4 separate regions of the Sus scrofa genome follow, and regions 1, 2 and 4 are each linked to region 3. The links are chromatin contacts, called in public Hi-C, HiChIP or PLAC-seq and promoter capture Hi-C maps. All regions are on one chromosome and are shown on one strand. Each heading gives the region's core, a stretch centred on a gene start, on an enhancer-like site or on the middle of the called end of the contact. The rest is flanking DNA. Distances are from core to core; before and after follow the strand shown.

The links. Promoter capture Hi-C pulls out the DNA fragments that hold promoters and counts their contacts. A called contact is a pair of places that touch in the nucleus more often than the background predicts. HiChIP or PLAC-seq counts read pairs in DNA pulled down with a chosen protein or histone mark.
Region 1: an H3K27ac HiChIP or PLAC-seq map of alveolar macrophages shows a contact between it and region 3. The contact joins the promoter of TMED10 here to the promoter of TTLL5 in region 3. A contact is called at or near these places in 1 of 47 Hi-C or Micro-C datasets (heart right ventricle) and 1 of 2 datasets of contacts at active chromatin or transcription factors (alveolar macrophages).
Region 2: a promoter capture Hi-C map of fetal liver shows a contact between it and region 3, with 2.3 times the contacts expected there. The contact joins the promoter of NEK9 here to the promoter of TTLL5 in region 3. A contact is called at or near these places in 1 of 5 promoter capture datasets (fetal liver), 1 of 47 Hi-C or Micro-C datasets (mesenteric adipose tissue) and 1 of 2 datasets of contacts at active chromatin or transcription factors (alveolar macrophages).
Region 4: a contact with region 3 is called in a Hi-C map of liver, with 6 times the contacts expected there. The contact joins the promoter of GPATCH2L here to the promoter of TTLL5 in region 3. A contact is called at or near these places in 1 of 5 promoter capture datasets (fetal liver) and 2 of 47 Hi-C or Micro-C datasets (liver and skeletal muscle).

What each region holds. Positions count from the first base shown.
Region 1 is chr7:98,361,301-98,364,000 of Sscrofa11.1, reverse strand. TMED10 (transmembrane emp24 domain-containing protein 10) reads left to right here and starts at 1,349. Exons shown (of 5, transcript XM_001926711.5): 1 at 1,349-1,654. The coding sequence starts at 1,430.
Region 2 is chr7:98,320,652-98,323,351 of Sscrofa11.1, reverse strand. NEK9 (serine/threonine-protein kinase Nek9) reads left to right here and starts at 1,280. Exons shown (of 22, transcript XM_003356752.4): 1 at 1,280-1,653. The coding sequence starts at 1,435.
Region 3 is chr7:98,820,976-98,823,675 of Sscrofa11.1, reverse strand. TTLL5 (tubulin polyglutamylase TTLL5) reads right to left here and starts at 1,338. Exons shown (of 32, transcript XM_021099539.1): 1 at 1,201-1,338. It also overlaps a transcript of C7H14orf1 not described here.
Region 4 is chr7:99,324,139-99,326,838 of Sscrofa11.1, reverse strand. It overlaps GPATCH2L (G-patch domain containing 2 like), which reads right to left and starts at 1,257. Exons shown (of 10, transcript NM_001243404.1): 1 at 1,189-1,257.

The DNA.
Region 1 (2,700 bases), core at 100-2,599, 460 kb after region 3:
AATTAGATAACTGCTTGGTATTGATCCTCCCCCCACCCTCCCCAGGGAAAAAGCTAATGGCCAATGCAAATTACCAGGGTGTTCTGAATAAATTACCATCGGTATCTTAGATGAGGGATAAAATAGTCAAACTAAATGTTCCTAAGTGGACACCTCATAAAATAATTATTATATGACATTTGTCAAATTTTAAAATGCTTTACAGCTCTTTTGTTTGTTCTTGTTTTGTTTGTGGGATTTCAGTTCCAGGAAATAGTCTGAAAGGAGTTATAAACACAGAACAACTGTTTAATTTGTTAAAAGCATACAGTCCATCTTCTTGGTATTTCTGTAGATGCTCAATAAACATGAATCAAAGTAGATAATTCTAAACATAGGCTGATGAGTACTTTTTCAACTTCCTACTTTCTTCAGCTCTGAATATTTTATAGCATCCCCCTAATGGTTTGTTGACTCAATAAACATGTCAGTAGGCATGCATGGGATAGTGTCTGGCACATAGTAGGTAGTCAATAAATATTTGTTAAACAAAAGCATGCATGATTACCATGTAGGTTTCCTTACTACGGACTTGCCAATTTGATCCCTAAAGTGTTTTAAACATTTAAAACACATCAATACTTGGCTTCCCTGGACAATGCTTATCTGGTAAAACACATTAGGTCCATCTCCAACACTGGACTAAAAGCGTGTTTTATTCAATTTAAATACAGAATCCAAATTTAGTTTGAATACCACCTAGCATAGTAGGTGCTTAATGTCTGTTACATAAGATGCATATTCAGAAATCAGTTACTCCAGCCCAAATACCCCAGCTCAGGGGCATGAACTGGACGGTTCCAGCTCACATTCACCAGGCGACCTCTACTCCTTCTCTGAGGTTCTGGCTCCTGCTCGCTTAATAGCCAGATTGCAAATTTTCCTCGGCCTCTTGAGGTCTTCCTCTCGAGCGCTCAAAGTCCCAACGGTCACCACGTCACTGGGACGGCACCTACTCTGCCTGCATCTCCGCCCCCTCCGGGTGCTCTCCGGAGGTCGGAAGGCGGGCCCAGCAATTGGCATTGTGGCTGTTTCCTATTGGGGCTTAGTTGCTATGGTATCACAGACCATTAAAACTTCAGGGCACTACTTCCGGAATTTAAAGGAGAATTACTTCCAGGGCTGCCCATACTTGCTATGGCTGACTGAGCTTAACAAAAACGAAACTTTTCGGGGAAACGTCTGGGAAATCTCATTTAACCACGTTAATCTGTGAGTACGATATGTTATCATATCCCCACTTCCCTTTAAAAGACTTACTGTACATTTTTAATCTATTTGCCAGCCTCCAAAATGGCGCCGGCAGTATTGAAAGGTCAGAGGTGAGTTACGTGGGCCCTCCCGGTTCCGGCGCGATACAGGCCCACGGTGGTGAACAGTCTCCGGCACCATGTCTGGCTTGTCTGATCCACAAGCCCTGCGTGGCCCTTGCCCGCTAGCGTTGCTGCTTTTATTCCTGCTCGGCCCCAGCTCCGTCCTCACGATCTCCTTCCATCTGCCCGTTAATTCCCGCAAGTGCCTCCGCGAGGAGATCCACAAGGACCTGCTGGTGACGGGCGCGTACGAGATCACCGACCAGTCTGGGGGCGCTGGCGGCCCGCGCACCCACCTCAAGGTGCGACCGTCGGGGGCGAGGGGCGGGGAGGATACACCACAGGCGTCGGCGCGGTGGCGGAGAACCTGGGGAGTCTTGCAGATTGAGGTCTGGAGGGCGGCCTGGCCTCCCCGAGCGCTCGGGGCGAGCCGCCGAGACCGCCCCCTCATCCTCCTCGTTGGCGTTCGCTGGGCGGGGCTGGGCGCCAAAGCCGGGAACCCATTGAAGGGCCGCCAGGCCTTGGCGGATGTGGTGACAGTTGAGCTGCAGTGGCTTCGACTTTGGGTCGTTGTCGTGGCCCTATACCTGTTTTGGTCTTAAGTACCTTGAACTGTAACTTGGTTCTCCAAAGAAATCTATGGATGCCGAGTGTTTGTGGGGACCAGCATCCTAAGACACATTGATACCTGCAGGAAAATAATGGAAGCATTTAAGCGAGCTGTGAATAGTAAAAGCTGTTATTTCTTGAGCATTAGCCGTGTGTCAGGTTCTGTACTGTACATACATTTAGTTCGTACATTACCCTGTGTAGTAGGTACTATTGACCTCATTTTACACAATTGAGGCTCAGAAGTTGGAGAACAAACTGGTGATTCTTAGTTTAGGAGTTGAGTAAAGTGACGGAAAAGTGCTGCAATCTTAGACTCTCCTTGCCTTTTATTTGTAATTCCTGTGATTGATTCAAGTCCATTATTGGTCACGAAATGGTCTCAGTCTCTTGTACTTTTCTTTCCCGTACCCCAGAATCTGGACTTGGCCAAGTTTTGTGTAAATTTTAACTATACTCTTGGACAGCTATTACCAATTATGTCACTTTGGTCCCATATTGCAGTTAGAATGACCAGGCCTCCTCTTTGAAACCTTAACATGATTTGATATCTCTTAAGATTGGGTTTTGTTTTAGGTGGTTTTATTCATTTGCAGTAAGCATGTGGGGGTTTTGTTTGTTTGGCCTGCTGGGGCATGTGGAAGTTTCTGGGCCAGGGATCAAACCCTCCAGACAAAGCTGTAACAGAGCCACTGTAGTGACAACAGCTGGATCCTTAACCAGCTGTGCCACAAGGGAA
Region 2 (2,700 bases), core at 31-2,530, 500 kb after region 3:
ACTCCCCTGCTTAAAAATCTCCAATTTTCCACTGCCATGTTGCTGGCTTTGGCTCCCTCACTAGCTGTGTAACACAGCAGGTTACTTAACCCCTCTCAGTTCCTTCTGTATGCTACGAGGATTAAATGGGATGATACATGAAAAGAAAACCTTTAGCAGAGTTCCCGTCGTGGCTCAGTGGTTAACGAATCAGACTAGGAACCATGAGGTTTTGGGTTCGATCCCTGGCCTTGCTCAGTGGGTCAAGGATCCGGCTTTGCCGTGAGCTGTGGTGTAGGTTACAGACTCGGTTCGGATCCCGCGTTGCTGTGGCTCTGACGTAGGCCAGCGGCTGCAGCTCAGATTGAACCCCAAGCCTGGGAACCTCCATATGCCACGGGAGCAGCCCAAGAAATGGCAAAAACAAAAACAACAACAACAACAACAAAAACCTTTAGCATAGTGCCAGGAACATAATAAATGTTAGCTGTTACCTCTGTAGGTCATATTGCCACAACCTTACAATTGAAAGACAACCTCATAGTCCCACAACTTTACGACTGAAAGACAACCTTGGAGATGTAACTTGCCCACGGTCACAAAACGGATGGAACATGTTTCCACTCTATCACAATTTTCTTAGTGACTTGAGAGCAGGAAGCATCTCTTTGCAGATCCCCACCTCCAAATGCAGTATCTTGCACCTGGTGTTCGAAGAATCGCGGGACTAGATGGGCAAAGATTTTTAAAGACATGGAAGAATGTGAAATCTGAAAAAGAGGGGGAGATTGTCATGATAGTTGACTTAAAACACCTAGAATTGTGTGGAAAAGGGAAGGACCCAGGGTAGTTCTGGAAGAAGTAACCGGTGCACTGACTGAGATGACAGGGTGGGGTGGGGGTGGGGGGGCAAGTATTTCTGCTTATCTTTACTCTTCGTGTGTCTTTACTATAACCTCTTTCTAAACAAAGGGCGCTATCTGACGTTGAAAGAGACTGCTTCCCCAGCCACTGCCGTTGAAATAGGTCTGTGGCCAAGATGAGACTGAACAACCTTTGCACCTCAAAACTGTCTGGGGACCTGGCCAGGGCTCAGCCGAGGGGTCTTTAGACCGGTCGGTGATGTCCCTGCCCCTGCCAGAGCCCTTTGGCTCCATGCAGCCCCCACGAAGTGCTACCAACTCCGCCCGAGGCCTCGTTTTCCTCACAACCGGGAAGGAGAGAAGTCTTGGCCCCGAGGCTAAGCGAGCTGGCGGGCGAAGGCGGAGGAAACCCCCGCCGGGCCGGAAGCACCCGCAGCTGCTTCCGGGTCAGGGGGGAAGGAGCCACCATGGAGCCTCGCGGGGTGGCGGGGCTGGCGAAGCCGCGGGTCGGTGTCTGAAGCGGGAGCGGCGCAGCGCCGCCAGCACCGCCGGGGACACGCAGGCCGGTCCCGCCGCCGCCGCCGCCGCCGCCATGTCGGTGCTGGGCGAGTACGAGCGACACTGCGATTCCCTCAACTCGGACTTTGGGAGCGAGTCGGGGGGTGGCGGGGACGCGGGCCCGGGGCCCAACGCGGGTCCGGGGCCGCGAGCCGGCGGCGGCGCGGCGGAGCAGGAGGAGCTGCACTACATCCCCATCCGCGTCCTGGGACGCGGCGCCTTCGGGGAAGCCACGCTGTACCGCCGCACCGAGGTAGCCGCCCCCGTCCCGCCTGCGCGGCCCGGCTCTCCCCGCGCCTCGTCCTTACTTAGTGTCAGGGCGCCCGCAGTTATGTGTCTCGGGGTCCTCACCACTCGGCCACCTCACTTGCCCTCAGAGTTGGTTGGATCGCTGGTTTTACTAACTGGTCATTTTTTTTTTTTCTTAAACGCAAGTCATTGAACCTTCTCTAAGCCTTAGTTTCCCCATCTGTAAGTTGGAGTTAGTGGTAACTATCTGCCTTAAAAGTAATGTTTATTTTTTTAAGGTTGTTTTGAGAATCGAACGGGGATTCTTTCCAAATTGTATATTAAAATGGTATACGAGTGTTAGATCTCGTCAAAACTTCCTTCCCCTCTCATTCTGTACAGCTCTCCAAGGTCGGGGTGGAGAGGAGGGGATAGCTTCAAATTTCCCACATCCATGTCAACCCCGCTATCTTTGCCATAGCTTTGAGTTTAGATGTGAACATTGAGTTCGAGATTTTTCTCGAATGTCGCTGGGAAGATTGTCTTGTGTCGGTTTCTTCCTCATCCAGCAGCGTTTATGCATGGGATTTTTTTTTTTTTTTTTTTTTTTTTTTGGTGTATTCTAAGCCATTAGTTCTTAACTTTGCCAGGGATAAGGACTTCTTTGAGAATCTAATGTAAACATTGCCTCCCACCAATCCATTATTACACATATACACATCCATTGAAGAGATTCGTGGATTATTGATCCTCAGATTCAGAATGTGTACTGATTAAAACCCTGTAGTGGTGACTCTCCTTCCAAAAGCTAACCATAAACTCGATTTGATCACTAAAGGCTTAAAACTGTAGTCTTGGAATAGTTAAGCATCAATCAGAACCTTATGGGGTTGCTGAAGATGATTATCTGCAGTGCTGTTTTGTGTTCCAAGCTAGCATACTTTTAAGGCTAAAAGATGGAGGAGGAGAGAAGTGGTTGCAAAATTAATATATAGAGTTACTGTTAAAATTCGGTTTTCCAAATGCACTATGAGAAAGAAGAGATGAGCATTAATATTCCTATTTTATAGTT
Region 3 (2,700 bases), core at 89-2,588:
CTTTCACAGAGCCTCACATATGCCGCACAAATCAAGATTTTTTTTCAAACATACTGTCTGTCCTCTATGTATCTGAAGAGCTGCTATTAAGTTTGAGTTTCTCACTTTTATTTTACACACTAAATCTAACGTGCACCAAAAGGATAGACTTACTTTACTTTTAGTTAAGTCTGAGGTAGGTGGCTGATAGCCTAAAAACATAGATTCCTTGCTAGAAAAACCTAACCTGGGTTAAAAATAAAAAGGCAAGTTTTAAGATCCTTGCAAATTATTTCCTTAGGCTCCATGACAAGTACAGGTAAAACAGCCTCATGTTTCTGCTAAAACAAATTCAATAGCTAAACCAAAGAATGAATACATTCTGCTCAATCAAGGTCATAAACAGCTGAGGAAAAAAAGAAAAAAAAAACTATCCTTCCAAACACTATCAAAAATTATTCTCCCTTACTAAAAATCACAAATTATGGTCTGAATATCAAACAGACATTAAAATCAGTATATTCCTAACTTAAAATATTTTAAATGGGGAAAAGACACACGTTCACTGTGTGTTTGAGAATGTAATAAAATTACAGATAAAGAAAATGAAAATGTTTGAATGGCCATAATCCCATTACTCAAGGAAAACCATTTAATATCAATCTTTCCAAACGTTATTTTCCTATGCATTAATATATGTGATAAGAACGTAAACAGGGCAAAAAATGCCAATCCCGACAATGATCCCTACACATCTTCAGCGAAATGGGCAATGTCTAACAACCTCAAAGGCGTTCTTCCGAGAATCCCCAACAGGATTTCTCAGTATTTCTCTAAATACTGGTAAGTCCCTTAAATTAAAACAAAACAAACTAGACCTCCAAGCGTGGAAGGGATGCCGACCTGTCCTAGGCTGCCAGGAGAGCAGGGAGAGACAGGGCAATCTGAAGAAGATTAAGGACACTCGCCTAAGGAGCGTCCTCGCCCGAAAGGGATCAGCCCCTCAGCCCCTCCTCCGACTCACCCCAATCCCAGATAGGTCCTCAGGCGCTCCCACACGGGAAGGACGCAGGCTACTCCGCCGCAGGGATTCAGCCCAGCGCGCCCGGAAGCCAACAGCTGCTCCCGGACTCTGCGAGGGAAGTGCAGCCGACCTGCGCCCGCCCAGACCCGGGAGTGCACCTCCCTCCGGCAGGGGAGTGCGCTGGCGCAGACATTTACCTGTTTCATCTTCCCATGGCTCGGGGCGGGCAGGCTGGGACAGCGCTCTGCGCCTGCCACCCTCCTTCTTCCCCAGCCGGGCTCAAGGCAGCCGCCGACAGCAGCTTCCCCGGTTACTACAACAACCAACCAGCAACCGCCCGCTCGGAGCCACTGCGCAGGCGCCCGCTACCCGGCGCGGACAGCCCTCGGCTTCGGGCGCGGGCAATTGTCGTCACTACTGTACAGCGCAAGCGCAGAGCCTTGATCGCCGCAGAGGACTTCTTTTTTCCGCTCTTTTTCCCTCCGCCCCTAAAGGATTGACTCAGAACCCGGGGCTCTTTCGCCACGCTCAATAGGATGGTTCACTGCTTCAGCAGCATAACCGGGGGTGAGGCTTGGGCAGCGACAACCGCTGATTGGCAGTAAAGAGGATCACGCCCCATCTCCTGCTAGAGCAGAACCAGAACAGCCAATCAGAGCAAGTACTGATGGAAACGACCCAATCCTGGAGCCGGGCTGAAGGTGGGGGCGGGGACAAGTGGCTCCGGTGGAATCGGTGTTGGAGCTGCCCTGGGGAATATCCTTTGCTGCTGCTGCTGCTGCTGCTGCTGCTGCAGCTGCAGTACTAGGGCCACATTTCTCCAGGTAAGGTGAATGTGGGGGAGGAGAGGTAGACATCTTTGTGGCATCTGAGAGGATCCGTAGAGTCCGGAAAAATGGGAGTGGGATAGAAGGAATACACCTGGGAGGCAATCTTCTGGGGGGAAAGAGGTTTCAGAGACCAAGAAAAGAGGGAGTTGGAAAGATGAAGTCTTGGTAGGTACAGAAGGCATGAGTGGATGAACCATTGAACGGCCACTATGAGCCTAGCACAGCGCAGGGAACCTTTACTTTCTCATGTAATTGTTGTGATAACCTTGGACGTAGGTATTTTTAATCTCCATTTTGCAGGTGAGGAAACCTAGGCTGTAAAGTGTAAATTACTTGCCCACGGTCACACAGCTGCTAAATGGTAGGGCCAGGAAAGGAACCTTTCACTCCCGACTCTGGTAAACACCACACTTTTGCTGGTCTGCACCAGGGCAAAATTTAAGAACAGATGCTGGATACTCTAGGAGGCCTCAAAAGCTTTAGGGAACTCGTGCTGAGCGGTTGGAAGAGCACTTCAGAAGAGTATTTGGGTCCTGCCTTCATCAGGTATCTGCTGGGGTTTCTAAGAGCTTCTGTGAAATGGGCATAAGTTGTGGCAAAGAGGCGGGCCATCCACACAACTTTTCTGACCCTGAGAGGAGAGAACCTGAGTCTCCTGTTGAAGGGGAGGTGGTGGTGCATATTTTTTCCCATGCTGTAACTACATGTGATTCCAGGAGAGCCCCATTCTCTCTGGACTTCGACAGAGTCCACTTTGGGGACCTATTTTCACCTAGCGATTCGTCCATTGACCCTTTCTTCTTTAGAGCTCTTAGATTGTTTTTTGGTCTTTCCCAGTGTCTTGAGCCATTGCTGACTTTAATATCT
Region 4 (2,700 bases), core at 8-2,507, 500 kb before region 3:
CTTAAAAGGAAATGTCTAATATATTTCATACATCTAATTAAATACATTTTAAATTAGCTCTTTTTCCTTAGCCCTTAAGTCCAATGTATTTCAAGATCATAATTTGAGTTTAAAACTCTGTGGCACCACTCTCAGACCGTATTTACCTTTCAACGGTTTACATTTTGCAAAGGACTTCCTAAAAATCTATTTTCATGCCAACCAATTCAAAGGCAGAAGGAGCAATAAGGGCACCTAGCTCCAAAACCACCAACCAAACGAAACTTCTCAGTGTAAAAAGCCACACTCATAAAATGACCAAGTCTCTTTAAGCAATAAGTAGTTTAAATCTCCATGACTGGGGTTTGGCGAACAACTGTCCCTAAAACCAAGCTATATAAGTGGGGGCGCACTTATCTAAATCTATTTCCCTGAAAAGAACTACTGCTTTAAAAACCACAGGCAGAAGTGTACAAACTTCAACTTGGAACTAAGTTACCGAACAACTTGCCAATCAAATGCCTGTGCAGGAGAATGCTTGCCTCAAAGGCTGCAATTAGAGCAGTAACAGAAGAACCCTGGAACTCCCAGCCCTCCCTGGATGCACAGTCCGATAAGACCCCCGAGACAGGCAAGCAGAAAAGGCTGTTTTCTCCGCCGCAAAGGAAGGATCTCGAAACTAGTAGAAGTAAAATGAGAGGCCGGGCCAGGGTCGGAGAGGGAGACGGGATTGGGGGAGGGAGCGTAGGAGGCAACTTCTCTTTTGGACTGACCCGGGTCAGGGGGTCAGCCCTTCTAGGGCAGAAACTGACAAAATGCAAATCCTGACGACTAGGGTCCCTCGGGGCTCAGGGGTCGCAACATGGCCACGTACGTGAGAAAAAGCGTGTTTCGAAGGACTACCCCCCACGCCCTGGCCCGCTCCCAAGGACGAGGGGGACTGCAGCTCGGGGCAACAAACCCTTTCGCTGTCGCCAGCCCCAAAGGGCCAGAAAGCAAAGAAGAGAGAAGGTGACTGTCGCCCCGGAGATGGCCCGACCTTCATCTCCCGAGATGGGCCCTGAAAAACAAGGCTCCGTCACCCTCGCCCCTCCCGCCGGCCTCCGCGGCTCCGCGGCGCCTCTGGACACTCAGCAGCGGCCCTGAGCCGGGATCCTCGCTGGCCCCGGCCTCCTGGGCCCCGACCCCCACACCTCCCCTCCCCCTCACCGGTTGCCGCAGCCACCTCCAACGGCCGCCGCTTTTGGGGCCGAGTCTCCCCGCCGGGGCTTCCCTCTCTGACCTCATTTCCGGTCTGGGCCGGAGGGGTGGGACGGGGGTAGAATGGGAGGGGCTGTCTGCGCGAGAGGGCCCGCCCCTGTCGAGCGTTTCCTGCCCGCGGCCGCGCCCACTTCCGCCCCACGAGGGTGGGGGTGGGGCAAGGAACCCGGAAGAAAGGCAAGGCGCAAGGAGGGGAGGCGGTCAGGGGGCAGGCAATTCATGGGGTGCCTATGGGGTGGAGGTGACGGTCTTGGGGAAGGGCCTACCCTGGCAGGCTTCATCTACCTTGAGGGCGTCAGGAAATTGGACGCTGGAGAGAGGTATCGGCCTCGCCCTTGCTCGCCTATCTACTTTATAAAAGGTGCCTGAAGTTAGGGAACCCTTCGGGTTGTATCCCCTTTGGCGGGGTAGCGTTATAGTGAGTTACTCAGACTACTAAAAACACACTTGCCTTGAGTAACAAAGCGAGTAAAATAGTCTTGGATTATAACTTGAAATATAAAAGTAATATCCATAGGCCAAACTGATATGTCAATTATTGATACAAATAAATTTATAAATGGGTAAGAAGAGATAAATATCTGGTGCAGAATTCCGAGAAATTTATATAGATACTCCTCCAGGCATGCATAATTCACGATTCTAAATGTGGACTCTGCAATGACTTCCTTCCGATGAGTACAATATGGAAAGGGGAGAGGGGAGTAACTTTATAGTGGAGAAACTAGATAAGCACTACTTCAGCTGGGTGATCAAGGTTCACATAAACAGTGATAAAACATGTCGATAGTATGTGGACTAGATCCCATATGAAGGAGAATGGCATTTTATCTCTACCGTACTTTCCTTCCACAGGTCACAACCCCAATCAAATCATAAAGGGAGAAATGGACAACTCCCAAGTAAGGGACCGTCTACAAAATGTCTAACCAGCATTTCTCATAATTGTCAAAATTTTCAAAGATAAGGAAAGTCTCAGAAACTGTCACAGCCAAGAGGAGTCTAAAGAGACATGACAACTAAATGTAATGAGATATCCTGATGGGATAACTGGAATAGAAAAAGGACATTAATAAAAATAAAGAAATCTGGACTTTTGTTAATGTTATCTCAACATTGGATCATTGGAACTGTGACAAATGTGCTATACTAATGTGAGATGTTAATAATAGAGGAAACAGTGTGGAGTATACAGGAACTGCCTATAGTGCCTTCAAAATATTTCTGTAAACCAAAAATTATTCTGAAATAAAAAGTTTTATTTTTAAATATGCACATGCCATTTGACCCACAAATTCTACCTCTACAAATTTTATTCTTTTAAAAAAATGGAAATGAACACAAAAATGTTAAATACAGCTAAATTCATCTTTGTAGCATTCTGGAGGGAGGAGCAAGAATACTAGAATAAAGCCAGGAATCCTACCACGCGGGTTAGATACCTAAATTACAGTATAATTA